2 separate regions of the Mus musculus genome follow, and region 2 is linked to region 1. Evidence: chromatin contacts called from public HiChIP or PLAC-seq data. All regions are on one chromosome and are shown on one strand. Each heading gives the region's core, a stretch centred on a gene start, on an enhancer-like site or on the middle of the called end of the contact. The rest is flanking DNA. Distances are from core to core; before and after follow the strand shown. Region 1 overlaps Rara (retinoic acid receptor, alpha). Region 2 has its middle 17 kb from the start of Tns4.

Region 1 (4,994 bases), core at 1,720-4,219:
CTCTCCATCTTAATTTTTGAGATAGTGTCTCGGAGCAAACCTGGAGCTCACCGATTGAGTTAGGCTGGCTGGCCGGCCAACCTCGGGGATCCTCCTGGCCTTGACTCTCCAGCACTGAGATTACTGCTGTGTGCCACTGTGCCCCCGTTTTTCCAGGGTTGCTGGGTATCCAAAATTAGGCCCCGTTATTTTTGTAGCAAGTTGTTTACCAACAGAACCAAATCCCTAGTGTCTGTTAGCTGGCCAGTCACAGTCAGCCTAGTGTGTAGACATTCAAGAGCATTCTTTTTTTTTGGGGGGGGGGTTGGAGGGGTTCTTTCGAGACAGGGTTTCTCTGTGTAGCCCTGGCTGTCCTGGAACTCACTCTGCAGACCAGGCTGGCCTGGAACTCAGAAATCCACCTGCCTCTGCCTCCCAAGTGCTGGGAATAAAGGCCTGTGAGAACATTCTTGGGAACAGCACCTGGCAGGAGAACAGAAGGAAGGAAGAGCTGGCTTTGATTGGCTGTGATTACTTTTGTGTTTCCTCTGTCTGTCCGTCCATCCATCCATCCATCCATCCACCTGTCTATCCATCCCCCCACCGACACACATACACAGGTGCCTGTACATGGTATGTCTTTAGGTCTAATCTGTACTCAAACAGGATTGGAATATCCTTAGCTCTCTCTCTTTTTCCCCCTCTGCTCTGCGTCTGCCTATCTGGCTGTGTCAGGGAAGCTGTAGGTCACAGCTGTGAACCTATGCCAAGGTGTTCTCTCTCGCCCGCCCCCATGTATGTATGCCCCGCTGGCTTCAGCTGCTCATAGGGTGTGAGTCTGTGTATACCCTGGTGAGGGGAGCGGCTGGTCCTGCATCTCCTGTCCACCTACCAGCCCCCATCCTGTGTGTTGCCCTTGCAGATGGATGGAAGTCCGATGAAATCTGAACTTAAGTCTCTCTTGCTGGGGACTTCTATCCTGGGCAAGCCTTGTCTTCCTGACATAGGCCTTCCCAGGGCCACCTGTACTGTTCTGTATTGGAGACGTTGCCTAGGAGACCTGGAGGTCCACTTCCCTGAGTGCATGGAACTCATGGGAGGGACAGACTAATCTGGGATGCTAGGTTTAGGGGGAGGGAAGTGGTGTAAGAGAGGGCCCCCCTCTAGCTTAGGAGTCATTTTTCTGAGAAGTGCCACTGCTTTAGGGAAGCGGCTTCCCCCCCTCCCTGCCAGCACGCGTTCCTCTGTTTCTTGACCTCAGGTAACCCGCACTGGGGGAAGGAGAGCCAGCTGCCTGCTTCAGCTGCAGGGATCTTTTGGGGTCACACTGTGGACCCTTTCCCAAGCATTCTGGGTGAGAGGCCATCCAGTACTCTGGGTCCTGTCCCCATATCCCCAGCCTGGCTGTTCTGTCCTGCCATCCCCAGCAGTGTCTGGGCCCTGGTCCTAGGCTGGCCCTGCCATCCAGGCATGGTGCCAGGTGTCTGCTCAGCTGGGTGCCACAGGAAAATCTCTGGCCGCCCAGGTTGGGGAGCACCGTGGGGAATCCCCGTGTGCCCGCTCAGTGCCCACTTACCTGTGTCTTTCCTGTTTCTGCAGCACCACAGGACATGCCTCCCCCCAGCCACCTACCTGGGGCCCTTCTGGGAGTGGCATCCTCTTTGATACCCTGAAGACCAGCTCTGGACCTTCCTACAAAAGTGTCTCCCAGGACCGCTTAACCAAAGGACGGATTCTTGGGACATCCCCCAATCCACCTGGCCCCTCCGGCTAGGGAGGGGGACCCAGAAGACTAAAGTTGACTAACTTGGGACTTGCAGCTCCAGGGACAGAAGGGGGTGGGGGTGGGCTGACCACCCAACCCCCCCTCTGGGCCCCCCGGCCCCATGCCCCGAGGAAGAGGGACTGCGTGAAGGCCATCACAACTACCTGCCAGACTGTTTGCCTGCTCTTCTGACTGTGGCTGCTTGGCATGGCCAGCAATAGCAGTTCCTGCCCAACACCTGGGGGCGGGCACCTCAATGGGTACCCAGTACCCCCCTACGCCTTCTTCTTTCCCCCTATGCTGGGTGGACTCTCCCCACCCGGCGCTCTCACCAGCCTCCAGCACCAGCTTCCAGTCAGTGGTTACAGCACACCGTCCCCAGCCAGTAAGTCTGTGTGGGGAGGCTTGAGGGAAGGGAGTGTGGCGGGTGGCTGGCCTCTGGATTTGGGTTCCTGGACACATCTGTTCCACTGGAGGACCCGATGAGTGGCAAGGTCTTTTCTAGACCAGGGTGACCATTGTGTGGTGGTGGGTGGGGTTGGGACCTGAAGATGGTCCGTTTGATACTGGGGGTTAGAGGGGAGGTGAGACCATTTTGTTTCTTCCTATGTTGTCCCCCTTTGTCTCTGTGTCCCTGGTGCTATGCTATTGAGTGCCTTATAAATAGCTCTGAGTAGGAATGGATGCAGAGGCTGAGGTGGATAAACAAACCTCTCAACGTTTGGTGGAAATGACAGCCCTACACAGTGAGAATGAACCCCCCCCTCCATCCCCCCTCCAGTACTCTGAGGGAAAGGGCTTCAAGAGACAGTCCAGGGCAGCTCAGCACAGCTGGAGCCCTTGCCCTCCCCTTGCCAACTCCCCCGCCCCAGAAGGACAGGGAGGGACTCCATGGGGGCTTTCTGCCTGGACTCTGGCCTTGGACACATGCACAGGCTTGGCAGGGTGTTTTCTACCTCTCCTCTCTGCCATGAGGGTCACTCGTTGGCTGGGCGGGGGTCTCAGTGCCCTTCCCTGGCTGGCCAAGCCAGGTAGTGGGAGGTGGCGGTGGCTATAGCCAGCTGGCAAAGTCCAGGCTTGGGGCCTGCCAGGCCGCTTACAGTAACTCTGGCCCCCAGGGCCCAGCTGGGCTCCAGGCCAGAGCCTTAGAGGAGGGATCTGGGCCTGGCCTGGGGCTGGAGGGAGTGGAAGCGGCAGAGTCGGCCATGGCTGGCTGGCCGGCCGGCTGGTCAGCTGCTGACCTGGGAAACGTGTCCTACCTCTCCTGGTTGGCAGGGACAAGAGCACCCTGCCTGGCACCCACTGCCCCTCCCATTGGCAAGCTGTCTGGCACCACTGCCCTGTGTGCCCGGCTGGGCTGGGTCAGTGCCCCCTTCTTGGTGTGGGGGCCGCGCTCTCTCCCCGGAGCCAGGGAGTCTCTTTGTCCCTGGGGCAGGCTCTGGCTGGGCGCCTCACTGCCCACAACTGGATGTCTGCCCACAGCCACCATTGCTTCCTGGATCGCTGCCTATGGCTTTGTCGCAGCCCCCTCCCTTCCAGGCCTCACCAGCCTTCAGGAGCAGGTAGTCTATGCCTGTGAGCCTTTACACCCTAGGGTTAGGGAGTGGACAAGTGCTACCTCAGTTTCCTCTTTTTTAAAAAAAAAAAAAAGAAGAAGATATATTTCATTTATATGAGTACACTGTAGCTGTCTTCAGACACACCAGAAGAGGGCATCGGATCCCATTACAGATGGTTGTGAGCCACCATGTGTTTGCTGGGAATTGAACTCAGGACCTCTGGAAGAGCAAGCAGTCAGTGCTCTTAACCACTGAGAGGTCTCTCTAGCCCTACCTCAGGGTCCCTAAGCCTCCACTTTTTAATTCTGCCTTTTATTCTCTCCACCTTACTCAGCAGAGTCTGAGACCCCCTACTGTGTTCTGGTTTTTTTTTTTTTTTTTTCCTAGTCTGTGCTAATAAGGAGATCAAGCTCTGGGGCTCAGAGTTGCTGGGGGTATGGGGGGAAACCTATGTAAAAATACTCCCTGCATTTGAGCTTCCATCTCAAACATCCCAGGAGCTGGAAGAATTGTGCTTTCTTTCAGGGTGGAGTTTTTAAGACAGAAAGGAAAGCGGGTGGTGGCGGCGGATGCCTTTCACCCAAGAGGCAGAGGCAGGTGGAGTTCTGAGTTCGAGGCCAGCCTGGTCTACAAAGCAAGTTCCAGGACTGCCAAAGCTACACAGAGAAACCCTGTCTTGGGGAAAAAAAAAAGAACAAAACAAACCAAAGAGGAAGGAGGAGAGAGGAGAGGAGTTGGGGAGTCCTGGACGCCAGTGCCACCAAGGACCACTTATGCTTGCCCCGTGATGTCACAGGGGCCTGGACACATGAACCTGACTAGATGGAAGGTTGCAGGGGGATTTAGGATCTGGCCCCTGTGAGAGGAAAAGCCCTCCCCCTGAGTGTTGCAAGCTCCTTCCTCTTTCTTAGAGGTGGGTGGGGTGAACCCCTACCCTGGTAACCTACTCCTAGGGTGGGGTGCCCGGATTTTGGGCTAATGGCAGCCTTCTTTGGCTTTCTCCACCCAGGTTAGGCAATGCCCTCTTCCTGCCTCTGTGAGTCTGTGGGTTTCCCACCCATCCCCCTCTCCTAGTAAACAACAACAGTTCTCTTCCTCCCTACTCCCCTGCCTCTGAGCACCTTCTAGGACCAGGGACCAGAGGCCTTGGCTCTGAGACCACCCCCTCCTACAGTGCTCCTGGTACCTGGAAAACAACTAAAAGTTTTTGCAGCTTTAGTCTCCCCTAGCCCTTGGGTCTAGAAGGTGTCAGGTAGTTCCTGGAGGGGGGTGTGTGGAGTGGCTTGCAGCAGTGATGCTATGTCCTGGTGATCTTCCAGGCTCCCCCCCCCCCAACCCCCCCCCCCCCCCCCCGCTCCAATCCCACGTCTGTGGAGATGGCCTCCCCTTCCTGGGCCTCTTGCAAGGTTGCACCTCAGGTGTGTTGTATGTACTCTGCAGGTGACCTGTGGGAGGGCCAAGGCCCCTCCAGGTCACGGTGGGGAGAGCTAGGTATTGTCCTACTGGGAGTCTCCTAGGGAACCAGGGTGGAGGCCCCAGAGATAGCACAAGACTCCTGTCCCTTTGGCTCCTGGCCCCTGAAGCCTGTTTGCTGTGGAGGTTTGGTCTTCTCTGTGCTGTGTGACGAGGGTCAGGGTTGTGTGTTCTTTGGGAGGAGGGGGTCAGGGCTGAGTATGCTGAGAAGGGGGGGA
Region 2 (4,571 bases), core at 900-3,399, 150 kb after region 1:
CGAAAAACAAAACAAAACAAACAAACAAACAAACAAAAGTATACACTACCATGCCTGCCCGTGTTTGGGAACATTTTTCTTGGCTGTATCGGAGCTGGGGGAGTGATGGGTAAAGTGTTTGAGAAATAGTAGCTTTAAAAATGTCACAGGGCCAGAGACTTGGCTCAGCGGTTAAGAGCACTAGCTAGCTGCCCTTCTAGAGGACCTGAGTTTGATCTCCAGCACCGGCATGGTGACTTACAACCATCTATGACTCCAGCCTTAGGGGATCTGATGTCGTCTGCTGTCCTCCAAGGGCATCAGCACCTATGTGACACACTGACGTATATGCAGGGGAAATACATATACACACATAAAAAAAATTAAGAAAATTGAAAAAAGCTTATTCTAAATTGTGTGCGTGTATGTCTGTGTTTGTGTGTGTGTGTGTGTGCCTGTGTGTCTGTGTTTGTGTGTGTGTTTGCGCGTGTGTGCTGGGTTGTACACATTTAAGTGCGGATGCCTGTGGAGGGCTAGAGAGAGAGCATCATTATCTCTTGGAGTGGAGATACAGTAGTAGTGAGTGCTGGGAACCAAACTCAGGTCCTTCCTAAGAGCAGGACATAGTCTTAACTCCTGAGCCACCTCCGAAGCTCAGTGGTTCTCAGCCTTCCCAATGCTGATCCTCATGTTGTGGTGACACACACCCCACCCCCCAAGCATAAAATGATTCCGTTGTTACTTCATAAGTGTAACTTTGCTGTTATGAATCATAAGGTAAATATCTGATATGCAGGATGTCTGATGCTCGACCCCTGTGCAACCCACAGGTTGAGAGCCGCTGCTTTGTTGGCTTCTGTGCTGGGTACAAAGGCTGGCAGTCACTCATGGCCAGGGCTGCAGATGGTGGCTTGAAGCCTGTTGAGACACTGATGCTTGTGAAGTCAGAGGCATAGAGGATGATCCTCTTTACACAACTGCTGTGCCCTCCGGGCATAACACAGTGCCCGGCACCCAGACCTGCTCAATCAATGCTTGTTTAACAGCTCTCTCATATTTTCAAATACCAATGATTAAGAGAATCATTGGTGAATGAATTGCCTACCCCACCCAGACGGGAAAGTGTGGCTTTGATCAGGTTCTTCCGTTTCTGAGAAAACCACCATTTCCTGTGGCTTTGATCTGAAGCCCTGATTCTCAACTGTCCCGCCCCAGCCAACAGCTCTAGCTTACCATTTCCTGTTTTCTGACCATCTTATCTCTCTCTCCAGCAAATGATCCTTGGCTTTCTCTTTCTAGGTGACTCCTTCTAGGCAGCCCCCCTCCCAGCACTCCCCCCCCTGTGCCCCCACACCTCTAGCTCTTCCTCTCAGTGTCTCTGGGACAAGAGAGATGATTAACTAGATTAAAGGTGCAAGGCCTTCCTGGGTCTGGCTCTAAGCCTCCTGCAGGCAGAGGTCAGGACTGGGGCTGGGTCTTGATCCACATCCTGCAGGAGGGTGTTAGGGATAGAGGTTTGATGGAGACAGAACAACCAGGAATGTGTATAATCTCAGACTGTGATGGAGCTTGGAGCTTGGAGAGAAAGTTACATTTCAGACTTTGGAATATCAGGGAGGAGTCCCCCAGACTAACAAAAACAGACCAACCAACAAACAAGAAACCCCGAAGACAGTAGGTGTTAGCTCTGCAAAGAGGGATATGGAGGAGCGTGCAGGTGGTAGCAACTGCACGTGCAAAGGTCCTGGGGTAGGTAGGAGAAGTGGTAGCCTCTTAAGGGCTGAACGAACACTTAGTGTAACCTACATCACAAATGGTGAAATGAGGCTAAGGAGGTAGCCTAGGGCTAGCCCTTGAGCACCAGGCTAGACACTTGGCTTTATCCCTAGATCAGTGAGAAGCCACAGAACATCTGAATAGGCATTGATGTGACCCTGTGTTTTGAAAGGCCCTGCGTGGCTACCAGACAACAGGGCAAAGGGTCAAATGAAGAGGGAGATCCAAGGTTGTAGCTGCTCAGAGGCAGCAGAGGCAGGATGGTGGTGATGGAGGAGGAGTTCTAGGCACATGATTTTTGTCTGGAGATCATGTTGTCAGTGGGCACCCTCAGGTGTCTGCCCTAGGGAGCCGGAGAGCTTCGCTGGACTTTGCCTCCCACTGGGTGAGCCAGACAGGCTGAAAGGGCAAAGTCCCGAGGTATGTTCAGGTAACACGTGCAGAAGACACATGCAGCTGTACAAACTGGGACCCTGGGAAAGCCTCCATCAAGGTCTCCCCCACCACTTGTGTTTACAGCATTTTTGATGCTAAGGATCTTTGTAACTCCTAGGGCATGCTCCCCCACGTCCTAGCAAAGACCCATTCCTTTTAAAGCCTCAGGCAGTCCTGAGCTGAGGGTTGCTCCTGGAGGGGTCGATGGGGCCAGTGAGAGGGGCGTCCAGACCTGGTCTCCTCTTCCTGCCTCTGACTCAGGTTCTTGCAAGTTCATTCCTCTGTAACCTGATTACTCACGGAGCCTCCACCCTTCCCACACAGGCCCGCACCCTTCCCTGGAGGAGGGGTGGATAGAGGAACCCTGAGGTTGTGGGAGCATAAACCTAACAGCCGCCGCACCCCCTAAGCTCCAACCCCAGAGTAAGGTCTGAGTCTCCCCTTCCGGGTGGAAGCTCTCCAGGGTTACAGAAGCTTCTTGGCTTTGGGCCTGAATCTGCTAGGAGCCCAGCAGGAGTGTGGAGGCCTTGGTGTCAGTAACCTATAAATGATGTATGTTGTGGGTGGGATGTAGGACCTCCAACCCCTGCCCCACTGAATGCCCCTGACACACTGATGGCTGTCTGTGACTTTGAAGGGCTTAGCTGTGGGGGCCAGGACAACATTCAGTATAGAAGAGTGCTTTCTCATTAGAGCCCACGGGGGTGTGAGGGTGTCACCCAGGAAGCCCAGGCCCACCACTCCCTGCTGTGACTGTCTGTGCTTGGGGTCAGTGTTAACAGGGTTGCTAGGGACCCAGAGAGTCTGGTCTCCAGCTGTTGGTTCCTTTCCTGTCTGCCCTGGGGGTAGAGGGCTGATTTTGTCCTGTTCTCTGGCATCTGGCTCCCCACCCAGCTTCAGAGATGTGCTTTAAGGACTGCTCAGCAGACCTTAGGGGAGGGTAAGAAGTAACATTTAGATTGCAAGTCAGAGGGAGGAGAGTTTCCAGTGACCAGCTAGCAGGTTGAAGCAGGGATTGGGGGTGTGGGTGTGGGCGTGTAGAATGGGGTATGTATGAGGTGGGGAGGGTGTGTGGCAGGGTGGCATAGGTCTGAATCGGCCCCATCGTTTATCCCCAGGGTTACCTGCTCGAGTGACACAGTCCAGGATGGTTCTCAGTGGCCTGAGCTGCCCACTCAGGGGACGCCATTCTCTCCCTTCCTGATTTACAACATTTTGCTGTCTACCCATTCACCCTGGACCATGTTTAAAGATGCCCAAGAGAAATGAGCACACACAATTCCTGACTGCTGGGGACATCAGGAGCCATGGGCTCCTAAGTCTAGATAAGCAAACTGACCATGGTGACCCAGCGGCGCACACGAGGAAGTTCAGAGGGTATGGCAGCAACTCCAAACTCTCCTCTAGAAGGACTAAGGAAAACTAGCTTTCAAATCGGACTGGGCAGAGCCACCCGGGTTACAATAGAAAGATCATAAGGCTCAGATAACAGAATGGAGTAGTGACCCATGGATGTGGTCTCAGGGGGGAAGGTGGGGAGAAACTTAACCTCCCCCAGGAACACAGCTAACAGATGTTCTCTTGGGTCTAGCCCAGGGTACTAAAATCCAGAGACCTGAGTCCCTTGGTATCTCTGAGGCACCATTTTTTGGATAGGTTGTCTCACTTCCTTGTAGCTGGACTGGCTGTGAGATGTGACAGAAGGCCAAAAGCCTGACCTTGACTTGCATGGTGGGGGGGGTTCTTTGGGCCTCTGTTTCCTTACTTGTTTTTTTTTTTTCAAGATTTATTTATTTATTATATGTAAAGTACACTGTAGCTGTCTTCAGACACTCCAGAAGAGGGCATCAGATCTCGTTACAGATGGTTGTGAGCCACCATGTGGTTGCTAGGATTTGAACTCTGGACCTTCTGAAGAGCAGTCGGGTACTCTTACCAACTAAGCCATCTCACCAGCCCCTGTTTCCTTACTTGTAAAAGTTTAATGTCACCAAGGCAGGACCACAGGAGGCAGAGCCTGCATCCTCTGTCACAACATCCTGGTGAGTGAACCTTACTCTTAAATTCTCTGCTGCCCCTGGAGTCCCCTGGTCCATTCTGACCTTCACAGTCTGTCCATACTTTGGCTTTATGTTGGCGATGCCTCCCCAGAACTCCCCAGTCTCGTCAGGATGGATGAATGGTTCCATGTGGAATGTCCTCCAGTGAGCTGTAGGAACCAGGCCTCCAAGGGAATTCCCTGTGGTCACCTTACATCCCTGGAGACTCAGCAATACAAACACAGACACATCCTGCAGAATTAGGAGTAGTTCACCACACCCTGGAGAATGCAGTGCTCAGAGCAGTCTCTGAGCCCTTTAGTCAGTATCTTCGTCAATGTG

Evidence for each region. HiChIP or PLAC-seq counts read pairs in DNA pulled down with a chosen protein or histone mark.
Region 2: a CTCF HiChIP or PLAC-seq map of the NIH/3T3 cell line shows a contact between it and region 1, with 9 read pairs. The contact joins two enhancer-like sites. A contact is called at or near these places in 3 of 39 promoter capture datasets (cranial neural crest, liver and maxillary cranial neural crest), 1 of 15 datasets of contacts at CTCF or cohesin (the NIH/3T3 cell line), 3 of 484 Hi-C or Micro-C datasets (cerebral cortex, pancreatic cancer cells and spermatogonial stem cells), 10 of 115 datasets of contacts at active chromatin or transcription factors (CD8 T cells, Th17 cells, craniofacial prominence and 5 more) and 2 of 9 other capture datasets (adipose tissue and liver).

The regions. Positions count from the first base shown.
Region 1 is chr11:98,948,667-98,953,660 of GRCm38.p6, forward strand. Rara (retinoic acid receptor, alpha) reads left to right here. Exons shown (of 9, transcript NM_009024.2): 2 at 1,579-2,129. The coding sequence starts at 1,952. Among named protein-coding and RNA genes, the nearest start is that of Gm22061, 4.7 kb to the left of the region's middle. Within about 2 kb of position 2,970, at least 165 of the 459 cell types and tissues checked have an H3K27ac peak or open chromatin away from gene starts, as enhancers often do. A contact at or near this core is called in the NIH/3T3 cell line, adipose tissue, liver and 1 more, where this site is marked.
Region 2 is chr11:99,104,037-99,108,607 of GRCm38.p6, forward strand. No RefSeq gene overlaps it. Among named protein-coding and RNA genes, the nearest start is that of Tns4, 17 kb to the left of the region's middle. Within about 2 kb of position 2,150, at least 140 of the 459 cell types and tissues checked have an H3K27ac peak or open chromatin away from gene starts, as enhancers often do. A contact at or near this core is called in the NIH/3T3 cell line, adipose tissue, liver and 1 more, where this site is marked.